2 separate regions of the Hordeum vulgare genome follow, and region 2 is linked to region 1. A link is a contact called in public Hi-C data. All regions are on one chromosome and are shown on one strand. Each heading gives the region's core, a stretch centred on a gene start, on an enhancer-like site or on the middle of the called end of the contact. The rest is flanking DNA. Distances are from core to core; before and after follow the strand shown.

What was found. Hi-C and Micro-C count contacts between places; a contact is called where the count stands out from the background.
Region 2: a Hi-C map of an unstated tissue shows a contact between it and region 1, with 9 times the contacts expected there. The contact joins the promoter of LOC123402289 here to the promoter of LOC123401630 in region 1. A contact is called at or near these places in 5 of 6 Hi-C or Micro-C datasets (leaf, seedling and an unstated tissue) and 1 of 1 datasets of contacts at active chromatin or transcription factors (embryo).

What each region holds. Positions count from the first base shown.
Region 1 is chr6H:432,100,910-432,108,400 of MorexV3_pseudomolecules_assembly, forward strand. It overlaps LOC123401630 (protein argonaute 1A-like), which reads right to left and starts at 4,125. Exons shown (of 24, transcript XR_006611136.1): 1 at 3,747-4,125.
Region 2 is chr6H:432,614,301-432,621,791 of MorexV3_pseudomolecules_assembly, forward strand. It overlaps LOC123402289, which reads right to left and starts at 3,422. Exons shown (of 7, transcript XM_045096190.1): 1 at 3,093-3,422; 2 at 2,343-2,389; 3 at 1,950-2,106; 4 at 1,635-1,830; 5 at 1-40. The coding sequence starts at 3,303.

The DNA of each region.
Region 1 (7,491 bases), core at 2,875-5,374:
CTGCAGTATCTTCTTCCTCCTCCGGACCTTCAGGCCTTCTTTGGTTTGGAGGCGATCTTGTAGGAATGTCATTGATAGGGATTTTTATAGGAAAAAATTTCTTTATAACCCTTTAGTTTGTAGGAATAGAATCCTATTTTTATGAAGAAATTTATTTTAACCTCCGTATTTTATAAAAAATAAATATTAGTCTAGAGTCAATGAAAAAATCTTATGATGTGAACGAAAAGACATCTTCTTTCCTAATCCTATTCATAAGATTTAAGATACATGCATCTCATTTCCTATGATTTTTTTTATTTTTATTATTTTCTTATCCTATGAACCAAAGAAGGCATGAACTATATCACATGCGACACTTTCACGTGTCAACTTGCCGCCGTCTCTTCCACCACCGTCAGCCCCGCCTTCCCTCTATATTCGGCACACGAGCTCCAGGATTGATGACAATGAACCCCGCATATGTACCTATAAAGTATTTGCATTGCTTCCACGTAGGACCCCGCGTCCCTGCTGCGGCGTCGTCGGCTCTTCGATTTGACTGGCACATTAAAAAATTCCAGACGCATGTTTAGTAGTAATATCAAACACAATGAATATTTAGGATTTGATCTTTTGCCCTACTTTCACTTTGACATGTTGTCGTTCATGGCGGTACATTTGTTTAACCTTTATTTTTTAATTTTTTTATATTTGTTCTCTTGGCTTTTTGAATATATTTTTATTTCCTCCACATCATGTGAATGTTCTGGATCAAAAATTCGATGAGGCACTTGCATAGTAGCAAGTGCGATGAATTTTTGAATTCAATATTTTGCACTAGTGCTCACCTTGACAATTTGCCCTTCCATGACATCACATTTTTCAAAAAAAAAAATGGTATCTATCCCCTGTCTTTTCATATATATTTTTTCTTTCTCATTATGTGAATGTTTTAAATCAATGGCCAAATACCCTCCGGTCAATTTGTGGAGGTAACTCATTCAAATGTTCCTTTTGTCCACAATGGTGGAAGCAAGTAACTTCTGGACAGAGCCCGCTCCTTACAATTAACCTCCTTGGTGATGTAGACCTCTCTGATTCAATGGACCGCACCGCCTCCGATGAGGCAGCGATGCCGGATCCAAGCACCGGTTATGTTGACGCAATGGATTTCCGACGTTGCGAGTCTGAGAGCTGCCGTCGGGCGGCCGCTTCCCAGGAGTTGCGGAGCGCAAGCCGGACGACCATCTCCTCCTCGGGGCCACGTGGGGTGAGCTCGTGATCGACGGATCTAAAGATGAAGGGCTCGGATCCGCTGCTCGTCATGATCGAAAAAGGCCGAAGATTACAGGATGTAAGCTTGGGTGGCGGATGGGAGTGGAGGAGAATGGAGTGAAATGGCTAAGGTTTGGTCCGACGAGTGGATAGGGACGAATTTATTTGAGGTCTATGCCGGCCAACGTGGGTCAGGCCGACGAGGCGGGCATGCCCCGGCGCCCGATACCCACCCCATATTTGGGCTTGATATGAGGAGTGTCGGTCAGCCTGGGCGTTTGAGGCCCGACTGAATCAAAATTTCGTGCGTGGTCAATGACCAGATGACCTGCATGGGCGTGTAAGATGAGTACGAGGGTCACGATGTAGATGTGCTAAGTCCATAATCATGCTGGCCTACGATTAGTTAAACTTCTTCGATCTGTTGACATCGTTGGTGAGTAGTACACGATAACATCAACGCGCACGCTAGCAGTCAAAAGCAACCACTAATCACCTGATCCAACTCGCACGTTACGTCCGTCCTCGTGGGCAACCAGCGGGAAACCCTAGTCGCCGCCCGCCAGAGGGCATCGGCGGCGACGGGGCCATTTTCCCTCCTCCCCTGGTGCTATGTGGAGCGGGATGCGGCGTGCTATTGAGGAGCGAGGCGCTTGCATGGGGAGGCTTGGCGGTGACGTGGCCGGTTGTGCTACGGGCGCGGCGGTGCGACGATGCGGAGGCGGGTGCATGGGATTTTCTGGTGGGACGTGATGGCATGTTGGGGAGGCAGGGCGGCTAGCTGCGGCGGCGGCTCCATCAGATCCAAGCATACATCAACGAGGGTTGCGGCGGTGCAGGGTCGCTGGCGGGGTCACTAGCCTCTGCCAGATTTGGCCATGGCTGGTGGTTGGACACCTTCGTGATGTCCAGTGACTGACCCTTGGTCACTGAGTTGCGGACGATGCGGTGGCGGGTGTGGCCCGCCAGCAACTGGGCGGATCTCGACGGGTTCTTCTGATCATGCCGGGATTCAACCCTGGTCTGGGTCCTTGACACCGCGGGCAACTCTGGAGGAAACCCTAGGTCTCATTAGGATCGAGCGATGATGGAGCTTTTGTATCGCACTCCCTCTTAAGGGCATCATCTTTGGAGTTTGCTTAGGTGGAAGCGACACACTCACGGCGTACGGAATGTTGTTCGGCTGCTGATGAAAATCATGCCAACTTCGGTCATGGCAGATGATGGCGGCGTCCCCAATGTCGTTTTCTTGTTGAGGCATCATCATTGCAGTTTGCGTCATCAGTCTGAGGCTCCGGGGGAAACCATAGATCTGGATCTCCCAGATCGGACGATGACGACGCTTTTGATGTCGTCCGCCCTCCTGAGGGCATCGTTTTGGAGCAAGTGTTCGCTGGAGGGGGCTAGAGGAGGAGCGGTATTCCATCTACCGCAAGGCTGACGACGGATCCCGCAGGCATGGTGTTGTGGAGTTTCGACGACGGGCGCGGGGGGATGGATATGTGCAGGATTATGGTATTGTCTGGCGTCGATGCAGGCTTGACAAGATCGGTGCGCGAGTTGCTGCTCTGAAGATGGATCACTGGAAAACGATGACGGCGGCTTCTGAGAGTGCGCATGGACCGGTTTGTGGCACAGTCTCAGTATGTGGCTGGGCTGGACACTCGGCTCTAGATGTTAGGCTTTGGTGCGATGTTTGTTTGGTATTCTGTTCGAATATTCGGCTCCCCTTCATCCAAGGCAGGAGTAGCGACAGGTGTTTCCAAGATAATGGTCTCAGGCTTACTCATGTATTACTTGTAAGGTTTTTATAAATAATTAATAAAGTGGTTGTATGCATTATCCAGATGCACAGACCGAGGGTATATCCTCTTTTTCAAAAGAAAAAAAAAACTCACACATCATATCAACTCAAGACCAAACAACATACGGCTACTTGAAGAGACATGAAATCAACTGCATCCATCCTTTGATTTGATTCACAATAATTTTAAAGGATTATTTGATGATTAGATTTCTTAAAACCCTTTCTAAATTGATCGCTTGATTCGTATGATTAAGATTTTTTTTTTCTAAGGAACCATTTGTAATAAATTCCATAGAAAATCTTGCACCCACTCCCTGTTCAGATCCTATGATTTGCTAGTCTTATTATAGGATTCAAATAAACATGTCATTTCAATCCTGTATTTTTCATGTTTCTATATTTTGAAATTCCTGCGAATGAAAAAGGTCCGCAACCCCTCCTAGTGTGGCCATGGCGGCATCTTAGAAGGCGAAACGAGAACAGCAGCGCCCCAACAATCTCAACGCAAGCAAATTGTAAAGCGTAGAAGAAAACGGATAGAAAGAGCGAGCAGGATACGCTACGTGATCACGGGCAACAACACCCGTCGTCACACCACACATACTAATACACTGGTAGCTTTCAAAGTGCGCAAATTAAACCATGTGCGGCGAGGAAGATGCGAAGCATACGTGCTGCATACCTTGATCGTGTGGGGAGTACACGTTGTTGTCCGTCCGGGAGGCCATTGTTTTTACGCCGTCAAAGCTTGCGCCTCGCCGCGCTCAGGCCGGCCGCCGCCAGCAATGGCGGATCGGTCCCAAATCCGCAGCGGACAATGAAACGAAAGGGAGAAGGGTGGGAGGAGATGCGATGCGTAGGTGTTGTGTTGTTAATAATTCTTATAGATAGATAGATAGATAGCATTTGTTGGTGGGTGGGAGCTTGCTGTACCCGTACGTCCCTCTCGCTCTTCGATATCCTTGGCGCGCAGAAAGTGAGAGGGAGAGATCGAAGGCAGTCGCGCAATGTGGCGGCCGATGCGATACCGCACGTACAGCCATCGCGAGTCGCTGCTCGGTGCTGGTGAGGCGCAGCTAGCTAGCGCACGGGGGCACCGGGCACTGTGCGCGAGCAGGACGGCGATCGCCATCACTGGCCGCTGCTTGCTTAATTTGGCACTTGCGAGTTAACAAATCGACCTAGATCGGCTCGGTCTGGGCTTAATTGGATCGTGCGCTCCTCGCTGGCGTGTACTCACCCGTTCGACCTTTTAGATTTTAGAGATTACACTATGAACTGCATACAGATGTACATAGACATATTTTAAAGTATAGATTCACTTATTTTGCTTTGTGTATAGTCTTCTAATGAAATCTTTAAAAGGTCTTATATTTTAGAACGGAGAGAGTACTACATGACCATGACAGGCGCGGACTTGGAAATGGGCAGACTGATCACCAGCTGATGGTTCCTAGCTGCGCTCATGTGCGCTGCGCGCCACTGGCTCGCGCTCGCCCGGGCCGCTAATTATTGGCCGTCGTGGGGCTGATAACCCGAGGGCCAGTTTATTACTACTAGCAAGTGGTGCTTATCCTCCTCTCGGATAACTATGCAATGGATGGAGGGCGCTTTAGTACTAGTGGTATTATTATTATTATCGTCGTTTCTTCGTAGTTTACAAGAAAGCGCCCCGTCACACGCCACAAGGGCCAGGAAAGGAAGCCGCTCGCTTCCGGCAATGGCGACGGGCCGCGAGCAATGGCTGGCTGTAAACGAGACGAGGAAAGCGACCGAGCACCTCCTCAAATCAGCGCTGGGGTCAGACGAGAATATGCGGTGCCCGTGGGTGGAATAAAGTCAAGCTCAAGCAGCAGGGCAGGATGGCTCGCTCTCGTCGGTGCGGGTGGTGGCGACGCGTTCGTTCAGACCACTCCCGTGGTCCGTATCTGCGCGCGGCTTTTCCTTTTCTGGCGTCGAGGAAAACGTATTTCTATGTGCGCACTCGCACTGGTGTAAAGTCAGACTGCAACGTAAATCTGCCAATGCGGCGTGAGTTATTATTTTTTTTGTTTTTGGTGCGGGTTTGGTTATCGGGAGACAAGGTGCCTCTTCACTTGTTTTTCACTTTTTATTTGCCTTTTAATAAACGGTTCCTTTCGGTCAGTGACGAACCCAACCCACAGGATCAAGATGGGCCAACAATGCATACATTTCTAAAGATATATTTTTATTTATTTATCCTATATATCTTGCTATTGTATTAAGGCTGATTTCTAAATCCAGGATGGTCAATAAATCCGTCACTGCTTTCGGTCGATCGGCTACAATTTAGACCGGTCGCATCACTCGTTCGTTATTTTCATCTTATCTTTTCGTAGTTTATTCCTCTCAATTCACATGCGTTAGAGCATCTTCAGCCGCGTCCCCAACATGTCCCCAGGAGCCCTTTTTGTCAACTCGGGCGGAATTGGTCCCGGCGGTCCCAGACCGAACCCAGCGCGATCGGGGTGGCCCGGGGGCGCAAGCGGAAAGGTTTTTGGCACGAAAACCGATGGGCCCGCCGAGTCAGCGACTAGGCGCGATCGTCTTCCTCATCGCCTCGTTTCCTGCGGGAATCAATGCGAAGGTTGCGCCGTCGACCAGCCTTCCATTGATTCACGGGCGGCGCAGTGAAGGTGCGGCGACGCACATCCCGTCGGTTCTTGCCACACGTTCACACACCGCTGCTCTGCGTGCCTGCCCCACCCACGGCTATATAAGGTGACCTCCCCCCGCCGGTGGCCACACACCTCTCCCGTCGACGCTCTCTCCTCTTCTTCTTCGTCACCGACACCTTCTCTTCCTCTTCTCCCCAAAAACGATGGTCGAACGCTACCCGGCGACTGAGCGGCCGCCAATGGCTTTGGCTGCCGACATGTCCGCGAGGACGAGGCCCGCCTCCTCTACGAGCCGGACTACCCGACGCCGTCGTACATGCGGGTGTCGGGGTCCTGGAGGTTGAGCGCCGACGGCGTCCCTGTGCCACCATCGCCCACCAGAGCTAACCAGCGGGCAAAGATCGCGCGCATCCGGTCCGGGCTACCCGAGAGCTCGCGCAACCTCCCGCGTGTTACAGAACGTTGCATGAGAAACAAAAAAAATTCCTACGCACACGTAAGATCTATCCATGATGATGACCATCTACGAGAGGGGAGATCGGATCCACATACCCTTGTAGATCGCTAGGCGGGAAGCGTTAATAAACACGATTGATGTAGTCGAACGTCTTTGCGATCCAAATCGCAAGCCGTCCCGCGATCCAATCACGATCTAGCGTCGAACGGACGGCACCTCCGCGGTCAGCACACGTACAGCTCGATGACGATCTATGCCTTCTTGATCCAGCAAGAGAGACGAAGAGGTGGCTGAATTCTCCGGCAGCACGATGGCGTGACGGTGAAGATGGTGGAGCTACTACGGTAGGGCTTCGCCGTGTCGTACCAAAATAACTACGAGGTATCACGAGGTGGTGGAGGGAGAGAGGGATGTGTTGTGGCTTGTGGTTCAAAAAGCCTCTCTACCATCCACTATATATAGGAGGGAGGGAGGGTGGCGCCCTAGGGACTTGCTCTAGGGTTCGGTCGGTGCAAGGAGGAGGGAGGAGTCTTCCTCCAAGTCGGTTTGGAGGAGTAGAACTCCTCTCCCTGTTTGATTTGGCCCTACCTCTCTTTCCTTCTCCACTTCGGCCGAATAGGCCCTCTTGGACTGGCCACTCTGCCCACCAGGAGAAAGTGAGACTGCAATGTAAATCTACCTATGCGGTGCGATAAAAAAATTAGTTTTTGGTGTGGGTTTGGTTATCGGGAGAAAACGTGCCTCTTCATGTTCTATTGGCCTTTTGATAAACGAGATCGACCTCGATTTTCACCCAATTTTTCATTAATTAACTAAACGATACTTCTTTCTAATTAATCAATGAGAAAAATATTTTACCTCTATTTTAAAAAACAAGGTTGGCCAACTATGATTTAGACTGGTCGCACCACTCGTTAGCTCGTCTCACCACTCGCTCGCTGGTCTCACCTTATCTTTTTGTAGTTTGTTCCTCTCAATTCGCATGTGCTAGCCATTGCATCTTCATGGTTGTCGTCGATTTATTGCCATGTTCGCCCCTAACCTCTTCCCCTATCTTGACCGATGAGCGCCACCCTCATTGCTCCTTCATACTACGACCATCCATCATGATGACACGTCGAGCACCCTGCAACGAGCATCCCTGTCTTTCTTGCTTCAGACGACATTCCATGTTGTGGCATTGTCCGACGAGGGTGGCGCAGCCCCGTGGTGGACGGTGGTGTTTGTGAATCATGCAGACGATGCTGCGAGGCTGCTGGGGGCGGTGCTGAGGGAGTGGAAACTCCTAGTGTTATGAGCAGCTAAAAGTGGTGCTAGGACCACGCCTTCAG
Region 2 (7,491 bases), core at 2,172-4,671, 510 kb after region 1:
AACACAAGTTTCCTGAATAGGGAATATGCGATGACACCACCTGTCCATTCAGAGTAATGATTTAGAAAAAGGTGCAAGCTTAGATTTTCAGGACAAGATTACTGGGAGATATTACATATCATTTAAAGAGAAGTAGTGAACTGAGCTTAACTATATGAAACGACCTAGGAACATTAGCTTCGCTGTATGACATTCGCACTACTACATCCATTTCTTGAATAAAATAGTGGCAGAAAAGTTGGTGCAGTTTGGCTCCCAGGCTCAGATGAGCCCATGCATGAACAGTACAATTGCCACGAATTAGTTTTTGCAAGCAAGATGCTCAAATGCATGAAGTTCGTGCAAAATTTCATGAAGTTTGGACATTCGAGGAGCTCGTGGCAAAAAAGACAAATTCTGGGTGTTTGAGAAACATTTGATCACCAAAGAACTAGTCATGGTCAGGGGTGCGTGGAAGCTAGCTATCCATGTGCCAGAACCATGAGTTGGTTGTAAGATCTTATGGGTTTCAGCTCTAGCCTACCCCAACTTGTTTCGGACCAAAGGCTTTGCTGTTGTTGGGAAACATTTGAAAAAACCACTGTTCGGAGCCAACTTCGTCTTTTTTTTCCACGAGCTCCTCGAATGTCCAAACACCCCAAAATTTTGCATGGACATCACGCATTTCAGCATCTTGCTTGCAAAAAAAATATCAAAATTTTGTTCATATATGTTTTTACTATTTTTGGCAATTTTACTGTTTGCTGAGAGCAGATGAGCCCAGGCTCAGAACTGAATATCCGCAGAAAGGTTGTGATTATATAAATATAACATAAGATTACATCTAGCAAAGAGAAGATGGTGCATTCTGCCTTTCTAATGCTCTGATCCACACTACAGATATGTTTCTGTACGGAAGTAAAAGCCAGCTCCCGGTTATCGAATAAGATCCCAACTCTCTCAGTTAGGTAGTTTATCTTTCAAATTAGGAAGGTGTCTTTTAGCTTGGGCTTTAAGCCAATTGGAAATAAGATCTGTGATTGTTACCAAGATTGGATAGGCAGGCCACATTAAAGAGGGCCCCTTTTGAGGAATCAAGCAAGAATTACTTGCCTTCAGGGGCAAGAGCCTCTCCCTAACCCTAGTACACAATGTATTATTCAGCATATATACGAAAGAGGCAAATATGATACACAACCACTACAAAGGATTGAGATAAACGAAAAAAAAAAGAGGCATAAGACTGAATCAAGGTTGTCGATATTGTCAAGAAAATACTGTATAAGTGCCGTAAGCATTTTTCCATCATACTATGGTCCACAGTGCCTATCATTCATCATATAGCTGGAAGAGGCAGGGGATGAGGGTATAGTACTCATAATAACAAAATAGGAATGAAATCAATAATATTTGACTATAAAACTGAACAAGGCTTTCAATAATGTAGAAGAAGTATCATAAGCTAGCATTCCTTCAGTTCTTCAGTGAACAAAATGCAAAGCTTTCACCTTTTTCAAAAAAAAAAAAATCTTCAGTTCAAGGGAATCTAAAAAAAGACAAGTAGGTGGAATCATTGATCCACTTGCTATAAGGACGTATTCATTCTAGCAGTATGACTAAATAGATGAGTTCATTCAATGAAGTTGAAAACTTACTGTGGAGATTTAAGCTTCCCAGATCTCAGTGAACGAAACACTTCAGTAAGCATCTGAACAACATGAACACCTCCAGTAGGGAAAGAGAAGAAAAGCAAACCACTCATTGATAGCTTAATCAATGAGAGATTTGAAGTTCTGTCAGGATTTCCACTTGTATCGGAGTGAACTGAATTTGTTTCTACTTCAATGCTGCCTATTATGATGCAAGAAAATGCACAAAATCAGAAAAACACAGTTAAGTGAACCACCCACAATGATAATTGACACCTCTAGATCTAGCATCGCCAAAAAGTTATCAAGCACAATTTATACCAGTAAATTCTGGCGCATCACCCTTCCCATTTGTCGCTGCATCTTCTGAATGTTCAATTTCGGATGCCTCGGAAAATATTTTTCTTTTCTTTGATGCCGTTTCCATAACACATGGTTCGAAGTTTTCAGAACTATGGCTGCTTGCATCGCTAATATACTGTAAACAATGCTTTTATGTCAACATATTTCCATATAAGGTGCAGAAATATATGTTCTAGTTCACTGCAAGTTCACAGCAAAAGAGATGGGCACCACATGGTGAATGGATGCCATACAAATTCAAGTGCAGCATCATGAAGATAACCAAATTCGAAGTAGCAGTACAAAGACAGAATTGCAGGCCTAGAATTATCAACTGCAGAAGAAAATGGAAGTATAAGTAGCAAGATTAACCTCTCCAAGAATGGATATGGCCTCCTTGGTCGCACTTTTCTCTCGTTCTGTAAAATGACAATCGCATCAAAAGAATTGCGACACTGGACAGAAATTAAGTGTATAAGTAAAACTTTGCCAGAACTAAGATTCATTTAAAATATGTTCTTGTTCATAATAAGTTTCTAAATGGTACTGCAAGTCACATACAGTGAATCGTATCATACATCATCGTCTTTTACTATCTGTCTTCTTAATCTACCTTGAACTATTGATTTCTCCTATCATAAAACAGGTGCAGCTGATCCACCTACTAAATATTTACTTTGCTAACATTTGAAATCCTGATTCACTTGACAGTAGCTTATGTAACAGTATACCCATCGCTGAAATCATGGAAAATACTAATTGCTCAATGTATGTCCAGTAGTATCACACTTTGTGTACTTCGTGATATGGGTAGTGAAGTGGTGGTACTAGTGTAATCTGAAGATGGCAGTGCAAAATATATAATTCCATTTAGTTCCATGACATAACACTCATAACAGATGCTAGAAAATGGAACTAACTTTGGGACCTCCAAATTCACAACTAAACGATAGTACTAGTACTTTAGTGTGTCGTGATAAAGGAACTCGTATAAATCTAGGAACAGATAGTCAGATATATCGCACTGATGAACTTTCTAGTCCCCCTCCCCTAGGTATCCTTCAAAATGACCAAATGCGGCAGAATAGCGCAAGAGAATCTAGCATGAAGGAGGGCGCGCACTGATGGGGCAGGTGATGAGGAAGCCGGAGTGCGAGCGGAGGAGGAGGGAGCCCGACGCGCGGTAGTCGTAGCGCGGGAGATTGATCACCGCGGCGTGCTGCTCCCATGGCTGCAGATCCCGGCCGCCAGCGGCGGCGGCTACTGGCTCGGGCGGCTGCTCGCGGGAGGGTGCTGGGGTTTCTGTCTCGTGCTTGGACTCTGGCGCCGCCATGGGGGGTTTGGGGCACAGGAGGTCCGGAGCTCTCGGTCGACTGGTCGCGTTTTGGATGCCCTACGCCCCTACCAAAGAATGCACTATGCACGTAACCCCGACTTCGAAGGCGTATCGCCATTCTTTCCCTTTTTTTTTTCAAGCAACTCCAACTGGACGAACTATTTGGTCCGTCACACATCGTTTAGGTCGTCGTGAATAAAAGTAAAGACTAACACGTCGACCCATTTTTAAAATGTGTATACTTTCCGTCCACGTGAATTCATTTCAGACCCAAATTTTGGGTTAAAATGTGTCGGCACGGACGCCGCACATGTCTTGTCATGTTCGCGTCCGTCCACACGTGGCGCTCGGTCAATAACCAGCGACGTCTTTATTAATGACGATCGTCCATCGACGGCCCATGCGCCAGCGACCCTAGACGTCCTTTTTTAATCCGAGGAGGGTCGGCCTCATCCTTTTTCAGAAGTCGTCCCATTTAGCCACCCACTGCTCCCCCGCCGATGACAAACCCTAGCCACCATCATGAGTTTCTTCTCCGGTTCGAGCTCTGGCAAAGACAAGGGCAAGTCCCCATGTCGTCTCTGTCCGCGCGCTCCCCTCGCCGGCGTCTTCACGCCCGCCTCGGCAACGGATCAGCATATCAATGCAAGAGGTGAGGTGGCACTAGGAGCACCGCATTCCCCTCCCTTATGCCGAGGTCACGCTGACGCACGACTAGCATTTGGATCCGAAAAAGATCGCAGTGCCAGCACTAGTGCAGAAAAGCCTAGCTATGGCGTGACAAAAACGGCCTTGCTCGCGTAAGCACCCGATGCCACCAATATCGTGCCACTGTTAAAAAAATAGTGTTGGCATTGAAGACGATGCCGACAGTATTTGACATGTTTATGGCATGCCGCGTGGCCAACGCGAGCACTAAAATATGTGAGTAGTGGCATTGCATGTTAGTGCGACGCCGGCAATTTCATTTTCAGATTTAAACCAAATATGTACAGCAGCGCGAACAAACCAGAATAACAACATAATCAAAGTTTAAAACAATAATTAAACAATACAATCCAAATACCAGAATCTAAATTCAACGGTACCCATTTATTTGACATTATTCAAAAAAGTATTAAAAGTAGGCAAATAACATAAGTACAGAAGTTCAACAAAAGAGGAGGCAACAAGTGTAAGCCTACTACCTAGCTAACTCGATATTACAATGGGTGGAGTCATAATCATAGTCTCGAGTAAGTGTACCATCATCGTTGCCAGCAAGCCTGCAGTAGACCATGATCTCGTGATGATCGTAGTCAAGGTAGAACGTGGCTCTCTCCCAAGCTTTCATCTCGCAAGCAGTTGCAAGAGTTGTCCAACCAGGACAACCGAATTAGGTGTGAGTTGGCCCATTGGTGACAAAACAATTGAATCATTGCGTTGTCAGCATCTTCATGAGGGCGCATTAGAATGTGATGGTTGCATCAAGCGGAACTTGAAACTTCTCTAAGAAGTTACGCCTTGCCCCGCAAGGGATGACCTGAGTAAAATTAAAAAATAACTAGTTAGACAATTTCGGCCATAATCGTACCATATGAAACTCAATCAGAATATGTTGAACTAAATCATACATATACCATTTCAGTGATGAAGTCTTTCGAAAGGTCGATGAAGAACTTCCTATCCTTCTAGCATCTCAAAGTACCACGGTTCTTATACGGGGCATCCATTTACTACTCTCAATATCGTTGATCAAAGTAAGCATGGATCATTAAACTAAATAACTAACACATCAAAATAAAACATATACATGTAATTAATCAATTCTACAAACGGTGCATGGTTTAAACATATAATAACATGTATAAAGTTAGACAACCATTCATATACGAAATAGCTAGTTATATAGTGCTATGTCTATCATTTAGAAAGCTATTGGCCAGAGGGGCCGTGAAAGCACATATGCTCCCTTGGTGATTTTGATAATTCATGACAACATACATCGTCTCTTGGACTAACACTTTTACCTAAATATTTCAGGATTAGTCCATGGAGAGCTATGGCTTAAGGTTTATGTGGAGATACCCCTGGATGCAAGAAAGGAATAATATTGGCTCAAGCTTCAAGCTAGAAGACTCTTCATTTTATATTTGGGAGAAATCACTTTGAGTCCATAGGAAAGCCAATACTATTAAAAGGGGTGAGGTAGTAAAATGAATTGATTGCTCAAATGCTCAAAGTTAGCCACCAAAACACTTAGTCATTTTTCCAACATTTCCACTCTGTCAAGTTCCACATTCACAAATTCAGTGTCACAAACTTTTCCACATCAGAACCACCAAGTTTGAATCTCAAATAGAACCCTAGCCATTCCCACCAAATTGATGCAACTGAAACTGCATCCTCTTTTGCCAAGATACACAAAAACGGAATTTCCGAGTTTGAGTATCAGTGCCACCGAGTTTGGCCATCTGACGGTTAGTCACCTTTTCGGTGCCACTGAGTTGTATATATCGGTCTCACCGAGGCTCAAAATTTTACACCTTTAGTGCTAGTCGGTACCACCGAGTTTCCAACTTCGGTGTCACCAGTTTGCTCTTTTGTGTGTAACGTTTGGATTTTGGTTGCTGCCTATATATACCCCTTCACCCATCTCTCATTCGTGGGAGAAGCACTCAGAACACACACTTCATTTATAGATCCATTTTCTGAGAGAGAACCACCTACTCATGTGTTGGGACCAAGATATTCCAATCCAATCATTTGAAACTTGATCTTTAGCCTCCCCAAACCGCTTTCCACCAAATCAACCTCTCCTACCCATGCATATTCTATGAGAGAGTGATTTGTGTTGAGGAGACTATATTTAGAAGCACACGAGCAAGGAGATCATTGATCTACCATATCTATTACCTTTTGGAGGTTGGTGCCTCCTAGATTGGTTAGGTGTCGCTTGGGAGCCTCCTACTTCGTGTTGTGGAGTTGAACCAAGATGTTTGTAAGGGCAAGGAGATCGCCTACTTCGTGAAGATCTACCGTGAGTAAGGCCAGTCCTCCATGGATGGAAGCCGTGGTGGGATAGACAAGGCCGCTTCTTTGTGGACCCTCCGTGGGTGGAGCCCTCCGTGGACTCTCGCAACCATTACCCTCCGTGGGTTGAAGTCTCCACTAACATGGACGTATGATAGCGCCACCTATCGTAACCATGTCAAAAATCGCCGTGACAACCTCATGCATTTGATCTCCCTACCTTACTCCTCTACATTACACTTACATGTTTTACTTTCCACTGCTATACTCTTAGAACTGCATGTGTAGGGTGACCTAGACTTGTAACAACTACTAGATTTCTGCCCTCCAAGAAATTAGGCTAGGCTAGAATTTTTATCTTGACAAGTAGTCTATTCACCCCCCTCTGGACACATCTTCTATCAATCCATCAATTGGTATCACAGCAAGGACTCCAAAACCTTGGTTTAACCGCCATTGGAGGAAGATGAATGTGACTAGTTCCCAGATTTTTAGTTATAGAGTGCCTATTCTTGACGAGGAGTACTTTAGACAATGGAAAGATGAAATGCTTGATATATTCGATGAGTTCCATTTGCGCAAGTATATTGAATATTCCTATGCGCCTCCCATTGACCCCATACATCCTTCTCATGATGATGAAGTTAACATGCTTGGTAACCTCAACACCGTCAATCTTATCATTAGAGGTTTACCAAGAAATGTGCTTAATCAGTTGCAAAACTTTGAGTGTGCTCATACCTTGTGGAAAGACTTAGAGAAAAGATATCCAAATTATTCCTTGAAAAATCTTGATATCACTGTTCACAAATGCATTGCCTTCCATAAGATGAAGCCAACCGATCCTAACTTCGATAAATGCCTATTTGAGCTTCGTGACCTCATGCGTGCCAAAGGAAATGTCATTACCATCAACAAAATCATTGTTGAAGCCATTCGAATGCATAAACTTGAACATTGTAATAGTCAAATTTCTGATGAAACTTTTGTCTCTTACGAGGAAACTTCATCCGATGATGACTATGCGGAACGTGGCTACTACGATGATGATGAGAGCTTCAACACCGAGTATGAGAAGTCCATGAAGAATCACAGTCTTATGGCTAACCTTAAAGACTACATGGCCGGTGGTAAGGACTGGGTTATCGACGGTGGATGCACTGATCACATGAC